Linked DNA regions of Mus musculus: region 2 is linked to region 1. A link is a contact called in public Hi-C data. All regions are on one chromosome and are shown on one strand. Each heading gives the region's core, a stretch centred on a gene start, on an enhancer-like site or on the middle of the called end of the contact. The rest is flanking DNA. Distances are from core to core; before and after follow the strand shown.

Region 1 (4,144 bases), core at 1,119-3,618:
TTAGCATGAGTATGTGTGCTTCACTTAGAAGGACCCCTTCCCTCTCTCCTTCCCATGGTCCAAGGCACTGGGAGAATAGGATGGTGACAAGTACTGATGAGCATTTAGGATTGTTAGGACTCCCGCTTTCTAGACTGTCTTGCTTCTTCACTACCATCATCTTCTAAAGTAAACACTCAGTAGGCTTGGTACTCAGTGGTACTCTGTAACTGACTGAGCCCACCTCACAGCGCAGGCTATGGAGGCCCAGCCTGTGGTCCACTGAGCAGGCACTTGTGGTAGAGTAAATATAATGTTCTGGGACTTACTCTGCTCTTTGCATTTTCGTATCATAGGCTTATAAAACTTCCTTGCCACGTCCAGTCTTTGGTTTGTCCTGGTCCTTCTTCATCAGCTCAAAGCAGGCCCCAGATGCCTGTGCTGAGATAGCATAGTAAAGAGTCACTTCCTAAACCCTTGATCCCCCTTGTGTTCAGTGTTAGCATTGTCTGGGACTCACCCTCTTCCCCCAGAGCACCAGTCTCTCAGGAGATGTCACCATCACCTTCCCCGCAGAGTAAGTAGGTCCAGAAAGTTTCTTATTCACCTCACATGACATCAGTTATCTTTTACTTAATTATGCCTGTGTGTGTGCTTGCGTCTCAGCAAGTGTGTACCATGGCCTTACCCCCTTAGCCATCTCACTGGCCCGGCTGTTGCCTTTTATCATCTTAGGCCCAACCTGGGAATTAGGATCTTCATGGGCTACTCATTGCATTGTTGGCTTTCAAAACCTAGCCAAGGGAGTGAAGGAGTCAACTAGGGAATGTCATTTTTGTCTTCAAAGTAAAATGATTCTAAAGAAATAAAGATTTTCCTTCCTATAAATTGGAAGGTAGAGCTTAGTATTATCCCCTCCCCCAATGGTATACTTTTGAAGATGTCTTAATTAGGGTTTTCCTGTGGTTAAAAACCATGATCAAGAGCAACTTGGGAAGGAAAAGCTTGGTTAAACCTTACAGTTTTTAGACCATCATTCAAGGAAGTCAGGGTTGGAACTCAAAGCAGGAACATGGAGACAGGAATTGATGCAGCAGCTATGGGGAAGTTCCGTCTATGGCATGTTCTTTATGGCTTGCTCGGACTGCTTTCTTACAGCACCTAGGACCACCAGCTCAAAGGTTTCACTGCCCATAGTGACCTAGGCCCTCCTACATCAATCATTAATCACCAATCATCAATCAAGAAAATGCCCCCATAGGGTCATCCACAAGCCCAGTGTGGTGGGGGCCTTTTCTCAGTGAGGTTTCCTCCTCCCGCATGACTGCAGCTGACACTGACATAAAACTAGCCCTCATAGAGGATGATAGCCTTGATGAGGGGTGGCATTTAAAAACACTTCCCCAGTGTATTTTACTCACTTTCTCTTTTCATAGCAAGTCAGTGAGCTGTAAAATAGATAAGAAAATGGAGAGAGGTTCCCCTTACAGAAGATTGAAACCCATGAGGTTTGGCTACAGAGTCAGTACTGTTTCGTCTCTCATAATTTAAGTTTGCAGATAAACATAAGGATTCCTAAACAAATGCACAGAAAGGCAGTTTCCCCTGTGATCGATCCACACGGTTAGTTTGTTAAAAGTATTATTACACTAAGGAATCCAAGAGTCCATTGGATTCTTTTGGGCTTCTGGGATTAAATTGAGACTCATTAAGGCTCTGGCGAGATTGCTTAGAGGATAAGAGCAGTCGCTACTCTTGCAAAGTACCGAGGCTCAGTTCCCAGCATCCACATCCAGAGAATCAAGGGCCCTTTTCTGGCCTCCATGGGCACAAGGCATGCAAAAAAAAAAAGTACACTTTCATACATTCAGACAAAACACTCATAAAATACAAATAAATCCTTGAGAAAATTGCCCTTCGTTAAGATACAATTATGTTCACGAGAGAGAAGGTTTGTTTTTCCGACTCCCTGGTGAGTTTCCTGTGGAGGCAGGTTTTGATGAACGTTGATGTCCTTTGACTATTCCCTGAGGTTGGAAGGAAGGAGGATTGAAGATAGGACGAGCTTTCCTGTGTTTCTCATTCCTCGGAGGCTTGGGGTCTGGCGGTGTAAAGAAGAGCTGAGAGAAGGATGAGCTGTCTGCAGCCCTCCGGCTTCTGCAGCTGCTTTCCTACTTTGTGCACTTTTTCACTCTGGGCTTTCTTTTGCATGTGTGTTAAATGGATTCCTTCATGTCCCTGTGATATGTGATATGAACTAGAAGGCACCCTCTGTGTCTGGTTTGATGTGTTCCTGTTACCTCACGCTGCCTGGCCAGCTGACCAGTTATACACTTTACTTCCCATTTGTCATGAGGAAGCCTCCCTTGGTGGAGTCATCCAAAAAATGTTGTTAAGCCTACGACAGCTCTCATTAGATTGAGATGAGACATCCAGAAGCCTGGCATGCTTGGTCACTTCCTAGTGTCGTGGCTGTCACACCCTCCATTGCTATATCTAGGCTGCAGCTGCCTTGCTCTGTACAGTCCTTTGCTAATGAGGCCAAGGTTGTGAGTTTGATCCCTGGCCCCTGACTACAGATGCCATCTGTCTTCACAAATGCATGCCACTGGATCTGAGGCAAGAGTGCGTTCAGAGGGAGAAGCTAGGCTTTGCTCTGGGAAACCTGAGTATCCTTTGGTACCAGGAAGCATGCTGTTTTCATTCCTGATGTGGAGGTCTACTTCTGATGTCACACGTTTTCAGAACAGATGACACCAAGGTTTGTTGACGTGAAGGAGAAGCAAGATTCTCAAGCTGGGATCTAAGAGTTACTGACTTTCAGAACATAGATGGATGATATCTTTTTGTGTTTCTGTCGTTTTAAATGTTGACGGTGCCCACAGTGGTGAGTGGGTATATCTTTCTCTGTGAGAGTCTGCTTTAGCTGTTCCCTGGTAGTCACAAAACTTGACAGGGAAAGGGATTTCAAAGCAGGCTCCTGCTCACTCTTTTCTTTCCTGAGGGTCTCCTGGCTTGCTCCTGTGAGGCTGTTGAGACCAGGAGAGATAGGTACGGGGGTGGGGGGGACCCAAAAAAATAACAACAACAAAAAACCAGACTTTGCTCTCGAGGTGTTGAGTTTGTCTGGTGAACTAACATGTGGCGAGTGCTGCTAGGTGCGTTTGCAGCTGTGCTGGGACCCTCCTCCCCTCCCCCAGGAGGCAACACTTTTCTCTTCAAAAGGAAGCCAGGAAACAGCCAAGTGAAGCTTTGGCTTTGGTCCCTTGGACTCTGGACACCAAGAGAAACATGTGGAGGACAAGGACAGAAGGGATTTTCTACACTGCCTGCAGGTTTCCCCTTTTCCAAACCTTGACATGCCCATGTCTGTGTCTCTAAAACGCGTTAGCTTCAGATTCATGGCAGACATGTGCTGTGGTGTAGGAGGAAAGCCTGCTTGGCCTCCATACTACACGGAGCACTGTCTAGGCTGCTAAGACGGTGTGTTATTGCGCTATCTGCCAGCCTGAGCTTAGTGAGGTGGAAGGCCAGAGGCAGGTAGCAAGCACATCTTCCATGGATTTGGTCGGTGGACTCCCAATGGTTCAGCAGATCTCTAGCCTGCTGCTGTCTGAGGAACTTGGGCTACCGTGAGGTAGGGATGGCAACCCTGTTCACTAGAGCATCCTTGGGGACCTGCAGAAACCTGAGAGGAAACCAACCGCTCAATAGGAAAATGCTCAGCTGGTGAAACAACCTACTTCTTATGCAGCTCAGCCTGGCAGTAGAGAGAAACTAGAAAAAGTCAAACTGCTGCTTTGCTCCAGAGAGCTGTTGTATTGACTCATCTTATAATTGATTTTTGCTTAGAAATTCTCGACCAGAGAGAAATTGAAATTGAGTTTACTATGGAAAGCCTGGCTCCCTTTCCTTACCATCCAGAGAGTTCATATTGAATATGAAGACTCCTATTTGCAACCCAACTTTGAGTTTTCATGACGACTGAATTTATATTACTGTCCTGAGCCAAACTCGGAAGTCAGTAGATAATTAGAAGTACATGGTTAGGGGTTAAGAGCACTAGCTGCTCTTGCAGAGGACCTGGGTTCAATTCCCAGGACTCACATGACAGTTCACTGTTCCAGGGTATCTGATGCCTTCTCCTGACCTCTGTGGGCACTGC
Region 2 (4,193 bases), core at 991-3,490, 410 kb before region 1:
TATAGCCAATCTCATCAACCCAATCTTTTGTGCCTCGAAGGTTACTACAGAACTGCAGGGACCTGACGCAGTCCAAGCCTCTTTGGCAGGAGTCAAAGTGGGGAGGGACACTGTGACAAACAGCGCTCAAGATGAAAAAAGTCCAGCCACTGTGAGCAGGGAAGTCTGGAGGCTGGTCTTGTGCACAGGGAGGCCTGGAGACTGCTGATCAGCCAGAGTGCTCAGACTTGTCCCAACAGCATCTGGGAAGGAGGCAGAGGAGGAAGGGCGCCACTCTTCCCCACGTGACTGGTTTCAGCAGGAAGAGAAGTGCATCAACTCGGCCACAGGGACAGTCCCTAACAGCAGGCGTGTCCCAGGAGAGGCCACCCTTCTGCCGTTAACACTCTGTGCTCACATCAAAACTGGCCATGGTGACACCCTGTGCTTGTAATTCTAGCACTGGGAGATAGAGACAAGAGCATCCCCAGGGCTCTCTGGCAGAGAGCCTACCCTTAATCAGTGAATCCCAGTAAGAGGTCTTGTCTCCAACTCCACGGTGGGGCCAGTGAAAAGACTCATCAGATAAAGGCACTTGCTGCCGTGCCTGGTGACTTGAATTTGATTCCCAAGCCCCACGAGGCAGAGGCAGAAGGAGAGAACTGATTTCCATAAGTTGCCATCCAATCTCCACACAAACATTGCACTACCAAAATCACCCCTTCCCCAAATAAGTGTAACTTAGCAGAAAACAATGTGTTCTGCTCCCGAAGAGTACTAGTTGACCTTTAGCCTGAACATACATTCATATATACATGCCCTCTCTCTCTCTCCAAATGTCCAAATGACTTTGATTGACATTGCACAGCCATATCAGAGGCAGGTGGGAGAGAGACTGACTCAGAGGGTAATGGTTTTACCTGGGAGGGCGACTGAGCTAGGGCTGACCTTAGGGCTTCTGATCCCTGAACCAACATTCTCTCCACCATCGGAAACTACAGAGTCCATCCACATTTTCAAGCTGTTTTGCCCAGGGGCATGGCCTTACCTTGTATGCTCCTGCATGGCTGGGACCTGTTAGGTCTCTTCTGGGGATCCCTGCCTGCTCCAAGGCCTCTTCTATGGAGAAGCTGCAGTCTATGATGAAGGTCACCATTTCTTTTAGTTGTTCTGAGTGCTCTTCCAGTGAGGTCAGGATGCCTGTGCAGGTGCCAAACTTGTATTTCTGCAACTGTGGACAGATGGTCCTAGGGACACAAAGAAGTGCTCACAGGCCCCTGAGGCGCTTTTTTTGTTTTTGTTTTTGTTTTTAGAGACAGGGTTTCTTTATGTAACAGCCCTGGCTATTCTGGAACTTGCTCTGTAGACTGGGCTGACTCCAAACTCATGGAGATTCATCTGCCTCTGCCTCCACAGGGTGTACCACCGTGCCCACTCGGCCAATACTGTGTTTATTAGAAGGTCAGAGAGGGGCTGGAGAGTGGTTAAGAGCACTGACTGCTCTTCCAAAGATTCTGAGTTCAATTCCCAGCAACCACATGGTGGCTCACAACCATCTGCAATGTGAGCTGACGTCCTCTTCTGGTGTATCTGAAGACAGCTACAGTGTACTCATATACATTAAATAAATAAATCTTTAAAAGAAGGAGGAGGAGGAGGAGGAGAAAAAGGCAGAGGAGGGACTCTCTGATACTGACACGTCTAGAGCTCTCTACACTGGGGAGCGCTTGGTTTTCAAGTCGGGGCTTTGCTGGTGTTCCTGAAGCATGACCAAACCAGAACCACTGAATCAATGTGTGCATAGCATAACCTGTGGGTCCCACCCCATCCCATTTCCTGAACCTCAATGTGAGACCAGTCAGACCCACAAGAATAAAACAATGGTGGACTTTCTGCAACAGGGAGATGCTGTTGGACCCAGAGAAACTTTGGTGTCCTCTCCCATGAGGCTGAAAGCCTTATGTGGTACGAGCCTCAACCCTGTTCACCCCAAATCATTGCTGGGTTATTCCTCCTTTCCAGCCATGTGCCAGGGGATGGGTTGTAGGGATGGCCAGGGTGTGACTCCACATTCAGACACCAGCTCCATGGAGCAGCAAGTGTCTGGATAGGGAGAAACACAGAGCAATGAGGCACCCTCCTCCTCTACTGCTCTACTTTGGATCTCAAGTCTCCCCTAGAGGCCCATAGACTGAATGCACCATCCCAGCTTGTGGTGGTGGTGGTGGCAGCTATGCACCTTTAAGAGGTGGGAACTAGTAAGAGGAAGTTAGGTCATCGGGTATATCCGCTTTTAAGATGAGGATGTTACTTCGCCATCCTCTCTCTCTGCTTCCTGAGTAGCTTGGCTCCACTCCATCTCCCCTGCTATAATGTTCTGCTTTGCCACAGGCCCAAGCTGTAGCCACTCAACCATAGACTGAGACCTCCAAACCAGCAAACCAAACAAACCCTTCCTTCTTTAAGATGTGTGCCTTGGGTGTTTCTTCATAGTGTTGGAATGCTATGACCCATGAAGGGGGAGGAGTTGGGTCTTAAGGCATAAGTAGGAGTCCACAGGTTGGATGAGAAGGGAAGGACACCTAGGCAGAATGTGCTAAGTGTGAAGGCACCGAGTATATGAGCCAAGGGAGGTCTGCACCAGGAGACTCAAGCTGACCACACAGTAAGTACCAGCTCAGGCCCTAGTAACGTCTTTTTGAGGGGTCCCCTCATCCTTGCACCTACAGAATGATAATGGGAAGCCTTCTGTCTAGGAAGAGAGCTTGGGGAGGGGTGTGTGTGTGACCTGAGTATCAGGAAGAAGCTGAGCTGGGGCCGGGTCACCACTAGTCTTGAGATGGGGCTAAGGTACAGGCCACAGGCTGGCTGGCCTTGGAAACTTTTAAAGAGTAGAGTCACATGATCAGATGCAGACTTAGAAAAGGCCACTTTTGTGGGTGAGCAGAAGATGGTCAGATGGAGGAGAGAGCAGGAGGAAGATAAGGAGAGTTACAGTGTCTTAAAGTCTAGGTCAAAGACAATGGGAGCTGAAGCTATGAAGCGAGGGCATAGTGGAGAGGCAAAGAGGCAGGGTTCCCAGAGCCACCTAAGAGGCTTGTTATGCAGTGCTCACCCTTTATGTGTGAAAATACATCTAGTATCTCCAGTGGATGACTGACACTGGCTAGCCCCATCCCCTGTATATGTTATTGTCCCCTGTATTTCTACACCTGACATTTCCTTTATAAACCAGAGATGCATAGTAATTATAATTATATACTATAATAAAAGTTATTTAAAACATTGAGCTATTTATTCCTGGAATTTCCCATGCAATAATTTTAGACATTGGTCACCCATCGGGTAACTGAAACTTGTGGAGAGTGAATGGGAGCTAAGGGGGATGTCTGCTGTAGGCAAACATGCACAATATGAATGGTATTTTCTTCTGGGGGTTAGTGATTCGAGCATTGTTCTTAATCCTGTGCAAGGGTTTTCTGGTAGGAGTGATAAAGCGACAGGTGGCAGTGCCTGTCATGGTTAATTTTAATCATCATTTTGATACTATCTAGAATCATGTGGAAAGAGAGTCTCAGGCTGGCCTGTAAGAATGTCTTTGGGAGATTGCATTGATGAATTGAGGTGGGAGGATGCATCTCCTGTGGGTGGCACCATTCCCTAGGCAAGGGGGTCCTAAACTGTATAAGAGTGGAGAGAGCAGGAGAGCTGAGCACGGGCATTCGCACTGGCATTCATGCATTTGTGTATTGCTCTTGGGCCAGGCATGGTTAGTGCATACCTTTAATCCCAGGTGGCAGAGGCAGGTAGACTTCTATGAGTTCAAGGCCAACCTAGTCTACATAGTTAGCTCCAAGCCAACTAAGGGTACATAATGAGATCCTATATCAAACAAACAAACAAAACAAAACAAACAAAGCAACAGCAACAATAATACCTGACCTCTTCTCTTGACTATGGTTATAATGTTACCGGCTGTTTCAAGTTCCCGTCACCTCCATCTTCCACCCCTGACCCCCCCCACCCCCTGCCAGTAATCCTGAGCTAAAATAAACCCTTTTCGGCTTAACTGCTTTTGTCTGGGTATTTTATCATGCCAATAGGAAATGAAACTAAGATGTAGACTACAGAATTTCTCCAGGCTTGGAGCAGAGGCAAGGGCAGGGGCGGGGTGGGGGCGGGGGCGGGGGCGGGGGCAGGGGCAGGGGCAGGGA

The links. A called contact is a pair of places that touch in the nucleus more often than the background predicts.
Region 2: a contact with region 1 is called in a Hi-C map of bone marrow-derived macrophages, with 2.8 times the contacts expected there. The contact joins two enhancer-like sites. A contact is called at or near these places in 1 of 15 datasets of contacts at CTCF or cohesin (pro-B cells), 3 of 484 Hi-C or Micro-C datasets (the G1E-ER4 cell line, bone marrow-derived macrophages and embryonic fibroblasts) and 1 of 115 datasets of contacts at active chromatin or transcription factors (microglia).

Annotation. Positions count from the first base shown.
Region 1 is chr12:100,424,690-100,428,833 of GRCm38.p6, reverse strand. The region is part of intron 5 of Ttc7b (tetratricopeptide repeat domain 7B); the gene reads left to right. Among named protein-coding and RNA genes, the nearest start is that of Gm36375, 68 kb to the left of the region's middle. Within about 2 kb of position 2,368, at least 31 of the 459 cell types and tissues checked have an H3K27ac peak or open chromatin away from gene starts, as enhancers often do. A contact at or near this core is called in bone marrow-derived macrophages, where this site is marked.
Region 2 is chr12:100,835,533-100,839,725 of GRCm38.p6, reverse strand. Dglucy (D-glutamate cyclase) reads right to left here. Exons shown (of 13, transcript NM_145448.5): 4 at 1,028-1,226. Among named protein-coding and RNA genes, the nearest start is that of Gm36572, 56 kb to the left of the region's middle. Within about 2 kb of position 2,240, at least 110 of the 459 cell types and tissues checked have an H3K27ac peak or open chromatin away from gene starts, as enhancers often do. A contact at or near this core is called in bone marrow-derived macrophages, where this site is marked.